Linked DNA regions of Mus musculus: region 2 is linked to region 1. A link is a contact called in public HiChIP or PLAC-seq data. All regions are on one chromosome and are shown on one strand. Each heading gives the region's core, a stretch centred on a gene start, on an enhancer-like site or on the middle of the called end of the contact. The rest is flanking DNA. Distances are from core to core; before and after follow the strand shown.

What was found. HiChIP or PLAC-seq counts read pairs in DNA pulled down with a chosen protein or histone mark.
Region 2: a FOXA1 HiChIP or PLAC-seq map of pancreatic cancer cells shows a contact between it and region 1. The contact joins the enhancer-like site here to the promoter of Cd300lg in region 1. A contact is called at or near these places in 12 of 39 promoter capture datasets (the 3T3-L1 cell line, 3T3-L1-derived adipocytes, the HPC-7 cell line and 7 more), 1 of 15 datasets of contacts at CTCF or cohesin (embryonic stem cells), 12 of 484 Hi-C or Micro-C datasets (the 3T3-L1 cell line, the AML12 cell line, cerebellum and 7 more), 2 of 115 datasets of contacts at active chromatin or transcription factors (embryonic stem cells and pancreatic cancer cells) and 3 of 9 other capture datasets (adipose tissue, embryonic stem cells and macrophages).

Annotation. Positions count from the first base shown.
Region 1 is chr11:102,038,183-102,043,479 of GRCm38.p6, reverse strand. Cd300lg (CD300 molecule like family member G) reads right to left here and starts at 1,969. Exons shown (of 7, transcript NM_027987.3): 1 at 1,847-1,969; 2 at 176-508. The coding sequence starts at 1,889.
Region 2 is chr11:101,804,540-101,809,836 of GRCm38.p6, reverse strand. No RefSeq gene overlaps it. Among named protein-coding and RNA genes, the nearest start is that of Gm39392, 22 kb to the right of the region's middle. Within about 2 kb of position 2,351, at least 49 of the 459 cell types and tissues checked have an H3K27ac peak or open chromatin away from gene starts, as enhancers often do. A contact at or near this core is called in myocytes and pancreatic cancer cells, where this site is marked.

The DNA.
Region 1 (5,297 bases), core at 720-3,219:
AGCAGAGTGTCCCTCCCCACGTCCTGGAGAGGCCTGGTGAGATTGGTACCAAGACTGCCCCCTTCTGTAATGGGGACACTGAAGCCATGGCTCAGATGCTCTCACCCATCCTAGTCTCCTCTACATCCCCCCCCCCCCCCCCCCCGCAACCCAGGTAGGGGGAGGAGTCCATTACCTGGAAAGACAATGAGTGTAACCTCAAAAGACTCATCGCGGCCCAGTCTGTCAATCCCACACCAGTACTTCCCTGAATCCTTCAGGGTAAGGTCCCTCATGATCACGGTCATCGAGAGCTCTTGGGGACTGTCTCGGATGGACATCCTGCCTCGAGTCACCTCCTGGTCCTGATTTGCGTAGACAATGTCACCGCAGCGTGACACCAGGATGCCACCCTGCCGGCACCAATACTTCCTGTGCTCCTTCATCTTCTCCACGTAGGTACACCGCAGGGACACGGTGTCACCTTCAAATCCACTGATCTCCTTTGGACCCTTCAGGGCTTCATAACCTGAAAATGCAGCGTGAAAGGAGATGGGATTTCCACGGATCCAAGTACCAGGCCGAGAGCAGAAGTTCCCATTTCATGGGGATGAAGGGAGGCGTTCTTGTTAGAACATCTTGGGCAAACCATAGACCCCCAGGGTTCTCCCTTCCTCTGGGGAACCTTAGAACAAACATGTTATTTGAGAGACACAAGTCAGGCTGGCCAGATGGCTCGAGGGGTAGAGGAGCTTGCGGCTAAGCCTGACAACCTGAGTTCGATCCTCAGGAAGGAGAGAATAGATTCCCAAACGTTGTACACGGACCTTCCTCACATGTACTACAGCATTCATGGACTAATGTGTGCTCATATATGCACACACACACACATGATAAACACATGTAACAAAACCCTTAAAAACAGTGTGAGTTAATGTTATATATTTTTAAGGGAAAACCAAGCAAACATGGCCAACTGAGCAACTGATGTCAGTTACAAGATGTGATGTCTGTCAGTTACAAGATGCGATGTTAGTTATAAGATGTGTCCTGATGAACCCAGCCTGGGGGGGGGGTGCTCTTGATTCAGTTACTTGGAATCAGAGCAAGTTCAAGGCCAGTCTGTCTGAAGCATAAAATGGAGAGAAGGCTAGGGATATAGCTTAGTGGCAAAGCACTCATTTAGCATGCTCCGGGGCCTGGGTTCCACCCCTCCCCCAAGCATTGCCAAGGAGAAAGAAAGGATAAAAAAATTACAAAAGTAAAGAAAGCTTTGCTCCCTGTGGGTGACAGTGTGGTTACTTACTGTCCAGCCCTTTGCCCTCTTGCAATGAACGCACATTTTATAAATATGTATATGTATGTATATGTGTGTGTATGTATATGTGTATATGCGTATGTATGTATGTGTGTATACATATATATTATATACATGCATATACCACACATACTCTCTTTCTCACACACACACATACACAGACACACACATACTAACAATAATAAAATTAAAAAGTAAAGCAAGAAAAAAATGAAAGCAAAGAAAGAAAAAGCAAACTTAGTAGGTATTCAACCAAGTTAGCTGAGCTAACAGGGTAAGTGGATGTATGCTTGCTGCCCTGTGGTCAGAGAGGTTCTGCAGAGCCAGGGAACCCAAGGGAGAAAGACCCTGGGCTCAAGGTGCAAGAGCAGCAAGTGCTGAGCTCAGGGCTGCTGGGCTGCAGATGGGTTGTGAAATAGGGATGTATTCCACCCCACCCCACCCCACCTCCTCATGGTGTGGAGGGAAGGCATAACCACAGACCACAAGAGCGTGCTCAGGCCTGCATCTGTAAGCCCCTCCATCCCAGCCACCTCTGACCCCTCTCACCTGGGAGCACCAGGCAGCCCCATAGCAGGACCAGAGGCCTCATGGTGGGTGCTGGACACTGCAGTTGCCTGCAATTGGGAGCTCTTCTGAGCTTTAGCTTCTGCCGGGCTGGAGCCAGGAAGGGAGGGGTGGGGGGCGGGCCATCGAGCTCAGCTCCGCCTTGGAGGGCCTTCTGCTTTTTCCTTTACTCTTTTCCCCCTTCTACCCAGTGCCAGTTACCACAGGTTGCAGACCCACCCAATCTCCAGCCCCTACTTAGCCTTAATCTGTGATTTGCCTGTGTAATTCATCATGGCCTTTGGGAACCTCTGATATATTGTTTTTCCTTTTGCACATGCCTTTAATCCCAGAGCTTAGGAGGCAGAGGCAGGTGGATTTCTGAGTTCGAGGCCAGCCTGGTCTTCAGAGTGAGTTCCAGGCTATACGGAGAAACCCTGTCTCAAAATAAATAAATAAATAAATAAATAATTCTCAGAGGTGTGCATAACTTGACACTGCTACTATAAGAATCACAAACCCTGGAACAACCAGTCATTGCTGATATCCCCAAATACTTCACTATTTGGGAAATTATTAGTTTTTTGACCTGCCCCTGGATCTGAGTATTAAAGTACTAAATATGGAAGCTTATTTGTTAATTAGTAAATCACTGATAATATATTTTAAACTATATCCCTATTTTTAGCATCTTAATTTAAGCTTATTATTTTCATTGTATTTATTTTTCATGTGCATGGATGGTTTGCCTGCGTGTCTGTGCACCCTGTGTACGCAGTTCTCACAGAGGCCAGAAGAGGGCACTGGATCTCCTGAGGCTGAAGTTACAGATGGCTATGAGCCACCATGCGAGTGCTGGGAATAGAACCAGGGTCCTGGAAAAACAACCTGTGTTCTTAACCGCTGAGCCACCTCTCCAACACTCTATTTTTAGTTTATTAAAAATTTAAAATTATATTTTCAGAAAGCAACTTTATAGAGTCCACCTTCAACATTTTCATAGAGTCCAGGAATCCAGCTGAGAATATCAGGCTTGTAAAGGCCATCTTGTCGGCCCTTCTTTATTTTAAACACGTGAACTTGTTTCATATGCATATGAGCCATTATTTTGGGGTGTGGGAGATCTGTAAGCTTCTTCTCTTCACACTGCTGAAGTGTGAAGGGTAAAAAATTTAAAGACCAATTATATAGCCCTTCTGATCAGCATCCCATTGTCTGGGATGCAGTACCGTCATTGGCCACAGGGCGGCGGCTTCAGCAGGGCTGAGCTGAGCTCTGCGGGAGCTTTGGGTCAGCTGCTTTGAAAGGCGGGTCCCCTGAACCGAGCGCTTTGTCTTGCTGGACACTTGCAAAAGTTAATCAGTGGCTTGTTTCCCCTTTGCAGACTTGCTTATTGCTTCAAGGGAACAGAACAAACGCACGCTAGAGGGAGCTCTGAGCCATTTTCCAAAATAGCTGTCTTTCAGGCTTTCAAAGTCAGTATGACATCTAAGCAAATATTTATATTATACAGATAAGTAAGAACGGAGGGAAGGCAAGGATTGGAGTATTACAAGTAACTCACCTTCTGCCTTATAAAATCACTCTTAGTATTTTGGTATGTTTCTTTTCGACCCCTGGGGGTGGGGTAGGAGTTGTTAAAGCCCAGTTGTTGTGAGAGGGGAGTTTGTTCTTGTGGCTCTGGTAATAGAGGGCGTAAGTATTACATTTATTTATTCTCATGTTTTAAGTGTGTATGAGCACGTGAATGTCATAGCATGCTATGAACAACGTAGGACAACGTGCAGGACTCAGTTCTTTCTTTCCGCCCTGTGGGCTCCGGGCATATACCACAGGTCGTATTGTTTGGCTGCGAGTGTCTTTACGAACAGAGCCATCTCTCCAGCAACAGGGCACATGTCTTGATTACACAGTGCTTGGCAGGCATTCCTGCTGTTTACTGACCTGGAATATGTCATCATGAAACCCTACTGACCTCAGTCCGGAACATGACTCCCTTTCCTGTGTACAGATCACCCAAGAGAAGTGGTTTTTGCAGTTTGAAACATACACACACACACACACACACACACACAATCTACTCTAGCTTTGCATGGTATATTTCTGCACGTCTTTATTTCTAGATGTTCCTTGTTCTTTGTGTCTAGCTTATTCATCATAAGCAGGGCAAGCGCTTGACACTCCATTATATTTTTAGGGCTGTAGGAGCTGGCCCCTGACATTTTTGAAATATGTGCTTTTTAGTAATAAATTGTTTTCTTTTTATTTCTCCCCCCAGCGTAGCTGGGATATTATAATATTTAAAACATTAAGCATAGAACAGGCACAGTATTCATGATTGTCGTTTCAGGGGAATATGGAAGTTGTTACCAAATGCTTCCTTATACAGATGGAGCACTGGGTTTGAAGCTTGCCCCCCCCTCCATACTCTTCACCTGTGTATTTAAACATCATTACCTCTTCGCCCCCTGCCCCACACCTTGCCCAGGAGCTGACCTGGAGGACCTGGTAAAAACCAGATCTTTTAGAGTTTAGAGTTTAGAGTTTAGAGGTTAGAGGTTAGAGGTTAGAGGTTAGAGGTTAGAGGTATGGCTCATGGATTAAGAGCATTGAGCAGTCAGGGCTCTTACCTGATGAGCCATCTCACCAGTCCCAAAACACCTATTTTTAATGATGGTTCTTAAATGCTTTAACCTCCCTTGTAGCCCATCACTCACCAGAGGTAGTGGGAAAGAAAGGATACGGGTGGGGGGCAGGGGAGTGGAACTGTTTAGAAAGGTTCTTTGGAGCAACCCCTGTCTGTTTTGTCTGGAAATCAGCAGTTCAGTTCACAGGTTAGCAGTGGCAGCTCAATCCACTTGCAAACACTTCACAGATACACCAGCAGTCCAGTTTGGTAGAGTCGGTTTAGCAAACATGAATCAGCAGCAGCGACACTACCTAGCAGAGACAGCCAGGCGTCAGCCTCGTCAGCCTCGGCATAAGTCAGCAGGAGGGACCAGAAGAAACACGCAAATGCATGTTTGTCTCAGCTGACATCACTCTGCCAGTCAGCCCGAGTCTGAGGAAGTGGCAAGAAACTGCAGCACACCACCAGAAGGCTTTTGGTATCCACAAATGCAGCTCAACTATGCAGTGTAAGGTCATCGGATCCCTAATACAGATGGTTGTAAACCACACTATTGTTGCCGGGACTTGAACTCAGGACCTCTGGAAAAGCAGCCAGTGCTCTTAATGACTGAGCCATCTCACCAGTCCTCACTTTTTATTCTTCAATTGCCTGTATATGGGTGTTTTGCTGGAGTGTCTGTGCACCATGTTGGAGTAGGGCCTGAGCAGTCCTGAAGAAGGCGTTTAGTTCCCCTGGCACTGAAATTACAGATGGTAGTGGGTGCTGTAAATCACACCCAAACCCTCAGGAGGGAAGACCCATGCTTCTAAGTGCAGCTCCATT
Region 2 (5,297 bases), core at 1,102-3,601, 230 kb after region 1:
GTAGCGCCCCAGGCAGGTAGTACCAGGTGCTACACATACACCTGCTGGCCCCCCAACAGGGGATACTCCCCCTGTTCGTTTGACCTGGTAAACACAAAGAAACCCACGTTTCTGGATCCTTCTATGCCATCTGAGGGGACCAGAAGCCGCAGGCACTGTAGGCGCTGGGACAGAGGCGACTCTGGGTCTTGAGTTGAGAGGGTTAACCATGGGCTCTTGGCTTCATGGCTCTGTTCCAAAGGGTCTCCGTTAACACCAGAGGTCTCCTGCTATCTCACTCTCTTTAATAGATTTTTCCCATTGACGGCTCAGTTTATTGACTATCATTTCCTTTGCTGCGGGGGAGCTATTTTCTGGGTCACTGATCCAACCAACTTAAAAAGGGCTGCATTGATTGGGTTTTATTGGTGGTGACTTGCCCAGATAGCAGGCGGACTTGCTCCTACCTGCTAACAGCTCCTTTGTTTCCCCCTCCCAGCCCCCACCCACCGACCCTGTTGACTTATGTGGGGGGGGCAGGGTGAGGACAAAGTTGAAGCACTTAGGTGGCCTTTATGGAGTAATGGGGAACTCCTAGCTGCCTCACGCTCCCTGCAGCCCCGGGGTAAAGTCCATTAAGAGAGAAGCTTGCAGAGCTTCAGGAAAGACTCATTTACCCAGCGCCTAATGTGGGGGCTTGTCACGTGTCATTCCTTAGTAACGTTTACAGGTGGCAAACCTCCTGAGTCTATCATTCATCTGATGCTACAGTGATAAATAAGACAATAATTGTTTTCACTTTATACACAAGAGGTAGAAGGTTAAAAAGAAGAAGCCTGCCCAAAACCACACACGCGCACGCGCACACACACACACACACACACACACACACACGCAACCATACACAAAGAGAACTTTTCAACTTCATTTAGAGTACTGGGTTTTCTATACTGACAGCTCAGCTAATGACAGTGTTGAGGCCATAGTCATACTTATTGTAAGCAAGTGATAAGTTATATTTGTGCAGGGTCAGGGTCACTAGTAAGGCAAAGGGGGAAAGGGCCTAGAAGAACCAGAGACCCTGGAGATAACTAGGCCAATCCACTCCTCCTTATAAGGGGAGGAGGAAGGAGCTAGGGAGATGGTCCAGTGGTTAAGGGCACTCGCTACTCTCCTAGAAGAGCTGGGCTCAGTTCCCAGCACCCACGTGGCAGCTCACAACCATCTGTAACTCCAGTTCCACGGGATCTGACACTGTCTTCTGGTCTCCACAGACACCAGGCACACACACGGAGCATATACATACACGTAAGCAAAGCGCTCACATGCGTAAAATAAAAATACATAAATTGTTTTAAAGAAATACCTGGGAAACTGGGGATATCAGCTCAGAGGTGCAGTTCTTGCCTAGCATGCATGAGTCCGTGCATGGAAAGAAAAGAGAGATGGAAGGAGGGGTAGGGTCAGGCTGGAGGTGTGGCTCCCTTGGTAGAAAGCTTGGGTAGCCATCACAAAGCTCTGGTTCCCATTCGTCCTCAGGATAGCATAAAACCAAGCATAGGGACAGGTGCCTGTAGTGCCAGCATCTGGGAGCGGAGATGGAGACAGGATGATCTAAAGTTCAAATTCATCTTTGACTACATAGATAATTCAGGGTTCACCTTGGATATGAGACCCTGTCAAAGGGAAGAGAGGGAGGGAGGAAGGAAGGAAGGAAGGAAGGAAGGAAGGAAGGAAGGAAGGAAGGATGGGCGGGACAGAGGGGAATTATGTGCCCATGGTCAAATAGCATTCACATGCATGTTCATTCACTTATTAACATGTTGGTACTTGGAAACATTCCCCAGTGAGGAGTGGAATATAGAGAAGCCAGTTACCTGCAGGAGCATTCGTCTGTCCCCACCGCTTTGATCTTTATCAAGATCTTTATCACTTGTGGGACTTTTCCTCCCTCACCCTCCCACCCCAGCCTGCTAGCACAGGCAGGGTAGCCCCCACTGGGTCCCTCCACAGAGCTTTTGCCTTGGAGGCCATACTGGGATGCCGGATGCACCTCCAGTCCCACCCTTCTCCCTCATCCTGGGCAATATTCAAAGGGCAGCCTTGGCTACCCAAAGTTCTTCTGAAAGCACAGGGCCACTGTGTGCAGAACACGAATGAACCAGGAGCATGAGTTAGGGGTGGCCCTTTGACTCTTGTGGGGGTGGATATCTGTGTGATGACCACAGCCTAGAAGGACTGAGATGCGGAGGGTGGCACATGTCTGTGCGCATGCCCGAGGCCTGCGGCGTTCATCCTGGTCCTGGTCCTCCCGTTTGTGGGTTCTTTTATTCATTCAGCAAGCTTCTGTTGGCCCAGCACCTCCTCTGTGGTGAGCATCGCCCTGGGACTTGGTGATTCATAGATGAGCAAGACACTCTCTTGCCTAGAAAAAACTTGTGGCTGTATGTGGGGGAGAATCACATGTGCAAAGAATTTCAGCTTGGTGCACAAAGCACCACAATAAAGATACAGGGGACGGGAAAGAGACGGAGGAAGGGAAAGAGGCAGAAGAGAGACAGGGTGAGAAAGCATCTAGAAACGCAAAAGCTAAACTGAGAACACGCAGGGCTCACAGGGTGGGCCAACTGTGAGAAACATGCAGAGGCAGGGCTGATGTTTGCCGAACCAGAGAGCTCAAGTTCAAGGGAGCCGGGAGAGGAGCAAGAGCGAAGGGGGGCAGCTGAGGACCCCGGAGCTTAGGAAGTACAAGCAGTGAGAGTCTAAGCCCGGAGTGGAAACACAGAAATCAGACACGGTCAATTCTTTTGCATGGGAAGGCCCTACGGCCAGGCCTTTACTCTTTGGGCTTCCAAAATGCCGAGTTATGTGGGATGCCCGCGGTCTGTGGGAGAGACATTCTGCCGCGGGCATAGTGACGTCACTGCCTTTCAACCTCCATTCCTCTCTCTCCCTCGGCCCCCTCTAATGCAAAATTTGTGTTTCGTTCCATCTGAATGAGAGAATTAAATCATCCAGATTAAATAAATTAAGTGAATGTCTTCTCCTGGGCAGGAAGCTTGGCACATTTCAGAGAGAATTCCAGCAAACCATCCAGAAACCCATAGATGGGCTGAGAGGCGCCCGAATGAGCAACAGCTAAAAGGGTCTGCCGGAATGGCCAGAGCCCATTTCCCTGTCCTCACCTTCAGCAGTCAGCGGGTGCCTTGTAAAAACACTGGGCGGCAGTTCACTAGAGCAGCTCAGACACTTGGATGCTTGTGGCAGAGACGACGAATCCTACATCTCTACAAGTCACTCTCTGCCTATGAGCCCACAGATACCAAAGAGAGAGGGAGGCTTATGCCCTCTCCCTTTTAGATATTTATTTTATGTGTGTGAGTACGCTGTGGCTGCCTTCAGACACACCAGAAGAGGGAATCAGATCCCATTACAGATGGTTGTGAGCCACCATGTGGTTGCTGAGAATTGAACACAGGACTTCTGAAAGAACAGTCAGTGCTCTTAACTGTTAAGCCATCTCTCCAGCCCCTTTGTGGGCCCCTTTTATTTTGTTTTATCATTTTATTTTATTTTTGGTTTTTCGAGACAGGGTTTCTCTGTGTAGCCTTGGCTGTCCTGGAACTCACTCTGTAAACCAGGCTGACCTCGAACTCAGAAATTCACCTGTCTCTGCCTCCCAAGTGCTGGGATTAAAGGCGTGCCCGGCTTGTGGGCCCCTTTTAAAGTGGCTTTCATACATGCACTGTCTACACTCACACACACACACACACACACACACACACTTCACTTCACACATCATGTACACAACACACTGGATGAATACCTGTATCTATAATCTTTCATCACACATACACACACACAAAGCAACTTGTTAAAAAATTTGGAATCCAGACTTTGGAATCCAGACTCAGGAGGTCTAGGATAGCCTGTGATCTTCTGGTTGACCCTGAATGAGCCACCTCACCCTCCTTCACCCCTGAGCCTCTTTATCTCCACAGTGAAGTGAGAAAGAAAGCACGGTAGTTCTGGGGGCTGGAGAGAGAATGGCTCAGTGGTTAACAGCACTTGGTGCTCTTCCAGAGGACCCAGGTTCAGTTCCCATCACTCACATGATGGTTCACCACCTTCTGTAACTCCAGTCTCAGGGGATCAGATGTCTTCTTCTGTACTCTTGGGATACCCACATTCATGGCAGACATACATACATACATACATATATACATACATACACACACATACATACACATAAATTAAAAACAAAAATAATTTTCAAAGAAAATAGTGTAGCTCCTTTGAGTGCTTGCCACACATCAAGCAGCACTCCGCTGAGATCAGAGCTCAGCAAATTCTGGCCACAGCCTACAATCACGTGCCAACAGTTTGAGAAAACAATCAAGAGGATAATCCTTCTGGACACATGAAATTTATAGGAAATTTGAATGTCCGGATCCATAAATACAGTTTTGCTGGAACGCAGCCATGTTCACTCATCTATGTCTGTGGCCACTTCCGGAGGAGCTGTGACAGAGACCTCAAGACCCAAAGCCCTAGACTATTTACCTTCTGGCCCTGGGAAGAGAAAGTTTGCCAAGTCTTCTTTTAAATGGTAGTCTCAGCCCCATGCCTAGCCTTGGGTACTCTTTATCATTTACCCCCTCGGCTGATGTAACAGAGGGTAACCTGACCTACTAGGAAACAGGATCCGCAGGCTGACTCTGTGCTGCTCACGCCTGGGACCTGTTCCCCTACATGAGGCTTTAAGACAGTGTGCAGGGCATCATGGACTTGCACACTGCAGAGAAGTTGGAAGTCCTGAGAGTGGTACCTCTGTCTGGCCAGCAGGCATCAGCAACTGAATCTCTACTCATCCTCAGACCAGAACGCTCCAACTCTCCTCCCCACAGCACACCCAGTCCAAAGACTTCCTGGTAAAATTAACAAATGGTTTTTATCTTTTTTTTTCAAGCTGTCGTGCGACCCAGGCTGGTTTCTCTCTATATCGTTAAGGATGGCGTTGAATTTCTGATCTTCCTATCTAACATCTCCCTGGGACTGCAATTACACGTGTATGCCACCACACAAGATATATACCATGCTGTAGACCAAACCCAGAACTTCCTACATCCTATGAAAGCACTCTACCAATTGAGCTACAGCCCCAGCTCCTAGCAAGTGATTTTATAAAACTTTCTATCTAGGGAGGGAGGTGGTTTGGGTTATACACAGCCCCATCTTGGCTTCATTCATACAAGTATACATTGATCCACTTTGTCCTCAAATTCTGCTTCTGTACCATAGTTCTTGGTGTCTATTTG